Linked DNA regions of Mus musculus: region 2 is linked to region 1. A link is a contact called in public HiChIP or PLAC-seq data. All regions are on one chromosome and are shown on one strand. The core of a region is the stretch at or near the end of the contact, and the rest is flanking DNA. Distances in the headings are between cores, read along the strand shown.

Region 1 (5,154 bases), core at 1,967-4,466:
CCTGTCCTTGCTCTCCCCTCCCCCTGGATGACAGGAAGCCATTGATCCACTTCTCTGGGTGCCTTCATTTGACTAGCTATGTACCACCTACTTGGGTATAGTGTGTGTGGTGTTTTCCTAATGCAACTACTTAATTTCCCTGCACGTGTGACTGAGGCATATAACAAATGATTCATGGGAGAAAAATCAGTAGACCATCTCGTCAGAATAGTAGAGCCACAAATAGGAATCCGGTAAGACTCACGCTGATTCCAAAAAAATGTAATTATAAAAATACAATATTTTGAACTTCCTATACAGCAAACGCAAAATGACCACTTATGGAAGAGGCAACGTTTCACGGAGCATTTACATTTCCACTTCCTCCTTTTTTTTTGTGGATTAAAAAAAAAATAAATCTTTGCCAAAAGTAAAAACCTATTCAGAGGGAGAACAGGAGGAAAAGCTGAATACCAAGCATGGCTCAGGGCAGAGAGGCACTCCATGCAATACATTTTATCTAAAGTTTAACTACAGTGTCTAGCATTTAAATGTGTCCAGAGGTTCAGAATCAAATATAGGAAGAAGAATTTAAAATCTACTAAGTCAAGGGTGTATGTGTGGGGAGGGTAGGTGGACATGTTTTCTCTGTCTGTCTGTTTGTCTGTCTGTTTTTGTCCCTTTTTGTTTAAGGATAAGAATTGGTTTGCAAAGAAATTTAAATTAACACCAAAGCAAAGAAAGGAGACAAGAAGATTTTGTGGGCTTAGATTATCAACTCCAAAGAAAGGAAAGAGACTCCAGCAATAAGATACTGCCTCTGGTAGGCTGTCAGTGTTCCTCTGCTTTTAAAACTCCCTAACAAGGTGAGCGAAACCATTCCAAGAACACTATTGTCAAGAGACACCTTTGAACTGATCTATCCTGCAGGATAACCCCCAGAAAGGTAGAGGGAAAAAAATAACTTTCATATGTTTGTGGCCGCACAGTGCAGCTCTGACTTCTGAACATTTTTCCCCAATTATTTTTGTAAAGTATTGATCGCAATTTAATTTTGCAGTCCCAACATGAGAGGCGCTTCATGCTGAAATGTCTCACAGGAGAATGTAATCAGGGTCTAGCCCGAAGGTGAAGCACGCGGACACGGGCTTTCCTCCGTTCCTCCCCTCTTCGTCGGCGCGGGCATTGGAGCAGAGGGCATTCTCAGGCAGATTAATTTTTGACGATGGGATCGATGGAAGATGTTTTTTTTTTTTCCTCTTGACATTGAGTCATCTAATTTGCTGTTTATCTTTGGCTTATTGAGTTTCGAGCATTGTTAAATCATACCTCTCAGCTGTTTAATTTCAGATGTGAATTTTGAATTCCCTTCTTGTACTTGGGCATAACTCTTTTACCTAAAAGGAACAAGATGATGGGCTTTTTTTTTTTTTTTTTTTTTTTTTTGACACTGGGTTACCGCTTTGGAGTCTGTTAAGTACTCCGAGGTAATGTTATAGCACCTTCTAGCCTTTTCTCTTTGCTTGTGGCCATAGATCAGCTCACCTCTAGGGAAATCAGGACTTGCCATCATTATTATCCCTAGCCCCTTCATCTGGTCTCCCTTGTTTCCTGACTCCAAGGCTTGATGAAGTGCCTGGATGTACGAACACCTTATCTCAAGTCTCATAATTAACCCCTTCATAACACAGGCTGAGGGAATTATTTTTCTTGTGACCTGCTGGTTCAATATCGGTGGCCCTTTACAGAAAACATGTGGATTTACCAGTTTCAATTCTGTTTTGGCTGTAAGATATGAATGTTATTAGTATGCCAATGGGTATAAGAAAAATGTTTTCCACCTGGAGAAACTTGGCTTTATAAAACCGTTATTCGAGAGAGAGAGAGAGAGAGAGAGAGAGAGAGAGAGAGAGAGAGAGAGAGAGAGAGAGAGGATCAAACTATATAAACTATGGCTCACGACAGCACCACATGTATACAGCTGAACATTCTCCGCAGCAGCAAGAGGATGTTAAATGTTATTCAGCTTATCCATTTTTCTGGGCCAGATCTTAATTATACCATGCTAATAAAATACTAAATCGGGTGCTTTTTATGTTTGAAAGATGTGTGGTATATTTTAAAAGAGTTGAAAAATGAAATTAAATATGCTTATAAAATGTAGCTCTGGATCTGAATTTAACAATAAGGCCACATTCCAGTCTTAATTAATTAATTAATTAAAGCCATCTTATGCCATATCTCCAGCCTCTCATGGACTTGCCTGAACAGTAAGATGTCTTATGTACTATCAGGAGAACAGCTGTTTCTCAAATTCTGCATGGGTTTGCTAACTACTTGGGTTCCGTAAGAAAATCAGCTTCCTCATTAGTCAAATTAGAAAGTTCAAAAGATATATTTAGGCATGCAATACAGAAATGGTGACATTTTGGTATGGAATGATGCCCATTTCTCTCTCTCTCTCTCTCTCTCTCTCTCTCTCTCTCTCTCTCTCTCTCTCCCCCCATTTCTCTCTCTCTGCCCATTTCTCTCTCTCTCTCTCTCTCTCTCTCTCTCTCTCTCTCTCTCTCTCTCTCTGTCCTACATTTTGCCTCCTCTGAATTGGTTTGATGTCCATTGTTGCTCTCAGTGGTACCATCACTGTATAGTCATGACCACTCATTTGTGTTAATTTTGGTTATGCTGTTGATATATTTTTTTAAAAAAATCTTATAACTCTGTATTATGAAACACTCCTTTGATGCCATTTTGCAAATTGCTTATATATCTCTAGAAACTGGCCCATATCTTTTCCTTGAAGTTGCTCTCATTTCCTCATAGCCATTTTGTAATCATGACGGGTGATCAAGACTGAAACCTGCTTTCAGATAAGTATTCATGCCACTACTCCTTTCTTAGCTCCTGTTCCTCACATGTCTGGGGGAGGGCCTCTCACAGCCTGATGTCCTGAGCCCTGTGCGAGAAGTACAGTCTGTAAGTGCTGGCATATGCAAAAGAATTTCTATTTATTTCTATTTAGAGACAGTATGGTTTAGTTGTTTCTTTTTAAATTTTAAACCAGTTTTATCTCCTTTTACTGTGTCCAACGAAGTGATAACTTTTTTTTCCAGGCAACAAAGTAAACCTTTGAATCCTTACCTTGTAACCATTTGCTTTCTTTCCTCCTCTGGACTTTCTGTTGAATGAGGACTTAGTGTAAGTGTCTCTGCTCTTCAGCTGGCACTACAGTTGGAGATGAGTTACTGTGGAAAAATGTAGACAGGAATTTTCTGCTCCTTGAGAGAGTATATGAATTGTGAATGCATTAAGAATTTGAAAATTAACATGTGCATCTATAAACATTACATTGGAATAGCCTTATGACTCTATTGAACTGTTTCAGGTGAGAAATGGTTAACTCACCAGCAGGAAAAAGTCAATTTCCAAAACTGTGAAAGGAAGAATTAGAATAAAGGGCTCTATTGTCCAAAAGTATGTTTTCCCTCAAGATTAAGCTCTGGTCGCCCGACAACATCAGGGCCAAGTGCTTCCAGGCTTCATGCCAGGGTTAAAAAGAAACTCCTTAGAGTGGATCACATCATCACATCATCACATCAGTACACACACACACACACACACACACACACACACACACACACACACACACACAGAGAGAGAGAGAGAGAGAGAGAGAGAGAGAGAGAGAGAGAGAGGGAGAGAGAGAGAGGCAAAGAGAGGCAAAGAGAGACAGACAGACAGATGTATACACACAGAGAGAGACAGAGAAAAAGAGAGGGTGGGAGAGAGACAGAGGCAGACAGACCTACAGATACACATGCCTGCACACAGACATGCACGTACACACACACACACAGAGACAGAGAAACAGAGAGGGAGACAGAGAGATAGACAGATATACACAAACACATACAAAGACACACAGACACATACAAAGGCATACAGAGACAGATATACACACACAGAGAGACAGAGAGAGGCACACACAGACACACAGAGAGAAACAGAGAGGGAGGGAGACAGAGAGAACAAGACAGACAGACAGACAGACACACACACACACACACACACAGAGAGAGAGAGAGAGAGAGAGAGAGAGAGAGAGAGAGAGAGAGAGAGAGAGAGAGAGAGAAAGAAAGAATGGGGAGGGTGTTCCGGTGGATGGAGAGCCTATTTCTGTTTAACTTGTTTGGGTGATTTCACATATTCATGAATTACTGCTGGTCAGTTTCACCAAAATCAAACTCAAACTTCTAAGACAGTTTACTTTTTTCAAACACATAGCCTATCACTGAGCTACCTACACCTGAGGCTTCCTCCTAAGATGCATGCACATGGATGGCAGGGGCGGATCCTGTGGGACCCCTCTGCTCTCTACCTTGTTTCCTGAGACAGGGTCCCCTACTGGGTGCTCTGGCTAGAAAGCAGGCTAACAAGCCAGGAGGATCTTCCTGTCTCTGCCTCTCAAATGCTGGGATTACAAATCCTTCCTGAACTCTGCTAAGATATTTTCAAATCAAAATAGTTTGTCCTCATCTCCTTTGTATTTTGGAGCAGTTTATGAAACCAAATATTGCAAGTATAGCTTGCATATTTATGTTGGATATTGTAAATATGGCTATATGGTATAGTTATACCATGGTTGTATATCTTCACAGTAAATAACTCAGGGGCATAACAAAGGAATTACCACTGAAATCTTGAGTCTCTATGCTCTTTTGGCAACCCATTTATTACCTGCTGCAACCTTGATTGTAAACGTCAGTCACCTGACTATCACAGATGAGGATATTTCTGAAGAAGAGCTGTTACAGACTACGAAACAATGGGCTGGGGAGGCAGGCTCAGCGGTTGAGAACTCTGGCTGCTCATGCAAAGGACCCCTCCAGGTTCAGTTACCAGCACCCACATCTGCTTAGAACTCTTAGTTCCAAGGGATGGGATAACTTCCTCTGGCCTTGAAGGTGTTGTGTCCATGTACTACACAGATATACATGTAAGAGAAGCACTCATATACTTTAAAATAAAAACAATGATGCTATAGAGTAGGGAACTTAGTTGTCTTAAACAGGAAGTCTTATTTGCAAGGAAACTAAGCAAGCTACACAAAGCTACCTGACCAAAACTCGTTTTAGAGTTAGCCCAATGTCTAGGATACCCCTTGCTTTCTCCCATCTG
Region 2 (5,154 bases), core at 1,432-3,931, 97 kb after region 1:
GCCAACACAGCCTTCCCACTGCCAAGAGTACCAAACAAAAGATTGTCTCTCCTCCTGCCCATCTTCCTCCCACTCACGCACCTCCCCCCAACCCCCTGTGCTCCCCCAACCCAGATTGCAAAACTGGATTGGGCCTAAAAGCTTGTTTCTCTCTGTTCACTGGCCCAGAGCACCCCTACAGGCTGCAGCCCCCTAAGGGGAAACAGTGTAAATATATGTCCCCAAATCTCTGGTACCGGAGCTGCTTAACTCTGTTCTGCCCCTTCAACTCCCAACCCCCTCCGCGTCCTTCCACCACCCTCCCCTTTTTGAGCAATGGAGCTGGAAACCAATTTGATTCCCTTTTTCTCCAATGCAGCTGCAAGGCTCAGAGATACTGACATTTCCCCACTCTTATCAGTTTAATTACAGTTACCATGGCAGCAAAGTGCTAGTGCTTGGCAAAGGCCAACAAGAGATTTGCAAGACTGGGTTCAATTTTGATGCAGCTCACATGCAAAATAAAAAAAAAAAAATAAGAAACATACATACACTCTAACAAAGAATCTCCTTGCGGAGTTTATGATCCAACCTTTTGTGGCTGTGTCTTTGCAGCCACGCAGGGGTGGTTTTGCAAAGAATGTACCAGGATTTTTGGCACCTAGCGAGATTAATTGGTCGAAAGCAGCAGTCTTTAAAAGCAGCAGCAACAATATTATTTCATATCTTCCTCAGGAGAAGAACGGGCAGTCTGTGGAGCTAGCCACGAGTGCCTAGCGGCCCGAGAAAGTGCCTCTGTGATAGAAGGTAACCTTACCAAAACTTTTCTCTTGTTTCTGCATGAGTTGACTGAGGCGTGCCTGAGTCGCTGCAGCTTCGCATGGAGCACCAAGCCCGGAGGCAGAGAGTAGAAAAGGGAATCACTCGGATCTGGGGCCCAAGCGTGGATCTGGTGAGCAGCATGCAGGGCCCAGGATCCACTATTGTGAAGCCACTTTGGGAGCTGGGGTCTAGTGGCTAGGGAGGCAGGCAGTGGGGGAAGGGACGAGGGAGCGTGTAAAATGATGGCGAATGACAAAGCCACATGCTTCCCTCACTCTGCCTGTAATCCTAAAATCCCAGCGGCCCCTTTTAGCTTCCTAGTAACAAATGGATTTGATTAAACCGTCACACGCAGTGTTAGCATAGCATATCGTGTTCGGTATGAAAAAGATCATAAATCTGACTTGTGTTTCATAACAGCAATCTGAGTAGCCCCGGTTAAAATGTGCTGAATCTCTCTCTCTCTCTCTCTCTCTCTCTCTCTCTCTCTCTCTCTCTCTCTCTCTCTCTCTCTCCCTGTTAAGATGCAGACACTTGGGTACAAGGAACCTATGTCCACTGAACACGACACAGTCACTTTTGCAACACACAGAAGCAGTGTTTTGATATTAAGGTTGCATTGGGAGAAGCAGGGGTGTAGACAAAAACAAGGTTGTAATTTCAACTCTTTCTTGGGGGTGGCAGGCATACATTTCATCAAGCAGGTGTAGAAAGGTCTGGGAAAATACCCAAGACTGATATCACTTCCCTTAGCCTGGTAGCAACACCCCGCCCCCAACCTTTGCAAACTGTCCCAACCCCTCTTCCAGAGTCAGGGTGTGCGAATGTTGCAGCTCCCAATGAACTTTGTCTATTATGCACTAGACTCCTACTTGAGATGTTGCGTCGCGCTGCAGCCGCGCGCTCCACTCTCTTCCTCCGGCATCCACGTCTTCCGCCCCACATCTATTTCATGTCTCATCACAAAAATAATGATGCCTCCCATGATTTAAACAGAACCAAACAAACACAAAACCCTCTCTGCAGACCTGCAGCCCGGTGAAAGTTGCAGTGGTGGTGGGGATGGTTCGGGTGCAGCTTTACTTTATGCCTTCTTGGGAGAGGATGGGGAAGAAGAAGAAAAAAAAGCCACCCAACATCCGCACACGCACGCGCGCACCAGCAGACATACACAGCACAAATAAGCCGACGCGTGAGTACACAACCCCTGACTTACCTTCTCAATTAAGCGATACAGGGGAGGGTGTTCAATGAGCCCAGCGGCTGCTTGGTAGCGCTTCTCCTTGGGAAAGGTCAAAAAGAAACATTGTTTGAAAAAAAAAAAGGAAAAAAAAAAACCGGGGGGTAGAATCTCTCTCTATATATTTTTTTAAGTTTAAAATAATGAGGTCCTCCAGGATCCGCCAAGTACCAGTGTGGACCGCATGCGAGCCACAGGTGTCCTTCTTTTAGGCAACTGCAGTCCGGGGGATGTCTCTCTTGGTCCTGGCTCCTGACAACTTACCCCAGCAGTGTGCGAGGAGCCCGAGCTGAAGGAAGCCCTGGCTCTCAGCCGCAAAATGCAATCCCTTCCCAGCCAGACATAATACAGCCCAAGAAAAGGTCACCCAGTTATTACAGCGCCTCGGAGCCCAGGCAGCGCCTGTCAGATCCACAGTGAAGGCAGCTCCCTTCCGATTTAAGAGTATTTACCTCTCGCCCCCACCCCTCCCTCTTCTCTCTCTTCCTTCTCTCCCTCCCTCTAGCTGGCTCCCTTGCTCGCTAGCTTGCTTGAGCTCTCTCTCTCTCTCTCTCTCTCTCTCTCTCTCTCTCTCTCTCTCTCTCTCTCTCTCTCTCTCTCTCGCTGTGTCTCTGCTGTCTGTTCCGCAGCTCAGTCAAGTACAGCCGCCCTCGGAAAGTGCAAAAGCAGCCACGAGACAGATCCAGGCTTTGTTGCTAATTTCCCAGGGTGAAAATTGACAAGCCTGGGAGTGCAGTCAGCACAACCCATTGCATATGCTACTGACAAACGCTGGGGACATCCCCTCCCACCCATGCCTATCACACAGAGAATGTGACCTCTGCAGGACTGGACTCTGGAAGGACCCTACCTCCAGGACTCGCCCACAAGAAGAACTGCAAAAGAGCTCCAAAGGAGAAGGGTAGGGCTTCCTAAAATAACGGGGGCATTTTGGAATAGGATGGGGACTATGAAAGCAAATTGCCCTCTAAATCTGTTACTGACAGTGCCAGTGGAGGAAGTTAAAATAAAAGCCAAGGAATCAAAGTGCTACCAGGGAACACTGGAAAACTGCACAGCCCTCCTTTTAGTAAATGTCTGGGGGTGTCTGCAGTTTCCAGGGCTATGAATTCTGTTTAGAAACTCTCTGAAGTCCCTGTGCAGAATGCCTTGTCATGTAAACTCAGGCCAGGCAGTGCCACACACCCTTTCCTCTCTCTCGAATGGCCCCAGGAGTCAGACTGTGAACTTGTACCCCATACCAGGTGCTGAACCCAAAGTGGCCACTGAAACACACTTACTACAGATAGGTGAATACTTGACTTTGAAACCTGCTTCAGTGTTAGTCCCCAGGAAGCTGAGCCAGACTTCCAGGACTAAGCCGGTCCCCTGGCCACTTGCCCACCTACACCCTGCCTTCATACACTTATTTTAAGGCCTGGGTACATCCTTTTATTTTTGCCTCTAAATTTTTCCCATTACTCTTAACCTCTTCCCTGCACTCCGATGCTCTATAGGTCACTGGTAGCTTTAAACCATCTCCTTTTTCTAAGTTTTTAAACTTCAGCTATCGCCCACTTTGGTGTCTCTATCAAGGTCCTCTCAGCATCTCTCACAAAGCCTTGTCAAAAGGTTAAGCTTAAAAATAGTGCCAGTTTGAATGACACTGGATGTGATGCTCTCAGTGCCAAGACAGGATCAATTGTTGAACTACCCACCCACCCCAAAAAAACACTACCCACAAAACACCCTTCAAACAATACAGAAAAACTTTGCTACTTCTGTAACATCAATTTTAATATCTATCTATCTATCTATCTATCTATCTATCTATCTATCCGATCTATCAAATTATATATATATATATATATACATATATATATATACACACACACACACACACACACACACACTAAAGCAGTCCCCCTTGAATATTTATGTTAAATTATGCTTCCCTATATCCAAAGTCCTGGCATAGCCGGTCTAATTTATTTTTTAATCCCAACCTTCAGAAGGCTCCTAAGAAAATAGTAGGTGGCTTGCTTTCTTCTCCCTTTCAAAGACAACAAAACTCAGAACTAACCTGAAAAATACCGAAATTCACAGACAGGAAGATTACTGAGAACCCCTTCAGCTGTTCAGTCTATAAGCAGACTTCTTAAGTTTTGGCTTTTCCTGGCCCTAGTACTCAGGCGTGCGCGCACGCACACACACACACACACACACACACACACACACACACACATCCACACAGCTCCCTGCTTGTCCTACCCCACCCTCCAGCCAGATCTACTCTGAAAACACTCTGGTGTGTGTGTATGTGTGTGTGTGTGTGTGTGTGTGTGTTGCCTGTTATCTTTAGCAGCCAATGTACTGAGAAGAAAAGAGGGAGGGAGGGAGAAGTATGTGTGGGGAAAGGGAGAAATAAAATCAAAACAAATGGCACAGCTAATGAGGACAATTAAATTAATTATGTTCAAGGAGGATGAGGTTTTTTTTCCCTCCAACTGTATGATCTGTTACCCCTCGCTGGCAACTGCTTCTCCGTAATTCATGGCAACTGATGAGTGCATCTATGCAAATCTTTGTTTAAATCATTCAACTAATTAAATGATGGGATTATTCCTCTGCCTACGGTGACATCATTCGCAGTAATTAGTACTCTTTTGGACTGTGGCAGTAAGATCCCCCATATCAACACCAACCTGCAAAGGCATTAACCACTTTGATACCTTAAAAAAGGGCAACTATCCAGAGCTCTAATTGTATCCCATCCCCTTCCTCTCCCCCCATCCTCCTTTTCCTCTCTGGGTTAGCATATACCCCATACTTGTAGAGAGAGAGAGGGAGAGGGAGAGGGGGGGGGTGAAGTTAGTGAATAATATGCTAAACCACATGTGTAAAAGAATAAAATGGAATAGTTAACATTCAGCTCCATGCCATTCATTTTCCCCTAAAATGTAATGATAATTAGATGGGTCATAAAATGCTCTTCTTTTCATTATGACTGATGAAATGCATTAAAGCTGACAGGGTATTACCTGACAGTAATTAGGTTTTGTCATGAATTAAATTATTTGAAAGCAGGCTATCTCCCCAATCACGCAATTTACAGCAAGATTTTTTTTTAATCT

Evidence for each region. HiChIP or PLAC-seq counts read pairs in DNA pulled down with a chosen protein or histone mark.
Region 2: an H3K4me3 HiChIP or PLAC-seq map of neural progenitor cells shows a contact between it and region 1, with 46 read pairs. The contact joins the promoter of A830011K09Rik here to the enhancer-like site in region 1. A contact is called at or near these places in 5 of 39 promoter capture datasets (liver, neutrophils, pre-B cells and 1 more), 3 of 484 Hi-C or Micro-C datasets (Sertoli cells, neural progenitor cells and stem cell-derived neural progenitor cells), 3 of 115 datasets of contacts at active chromatin or transcription factors (embryonic stem cells, neural progenitor cells and stem cell-derived neural progenitor cells) and 4 of 9 other capture datasets (adipose tissue, embryonic stem cells, liver and 1 more).

The regions. Positions count from the first base shown.
Region 1 is chr6:138,322,440-138,327,593 of GRCm38.p6, forward strand. No RefSeq gene overlaps it. Among named protein-coding and RNA genes, the nearest start is that of Lmo3, 98 kb to the right of the region's middle. Within about 2 kb of position 3,217, at least 11 of the 459 cell types and tissues checked have an H3K27ac peak or open chromatin away from gene starts, as enhancers often do. A contact at or near this core is called in Sertoli cells and neural progenitor cells, where this site is marked.
Region 2 is chr6:138,420,424-138,425,577 of GRCm38.p6, forward strand. A830011K09Rik (RIKEN cDNA A830011K09 gene) reads left to right here and starts at 2,682. Exons shown (of 4, transcript NR_126073.1): 1 at 2,682-2,942. Lmo3 (LIM domain only 3) reads right to left here and starts at 2,607. Exons shown (of 4, transcript NM_001356306.1): 1 at 2,018-2,607.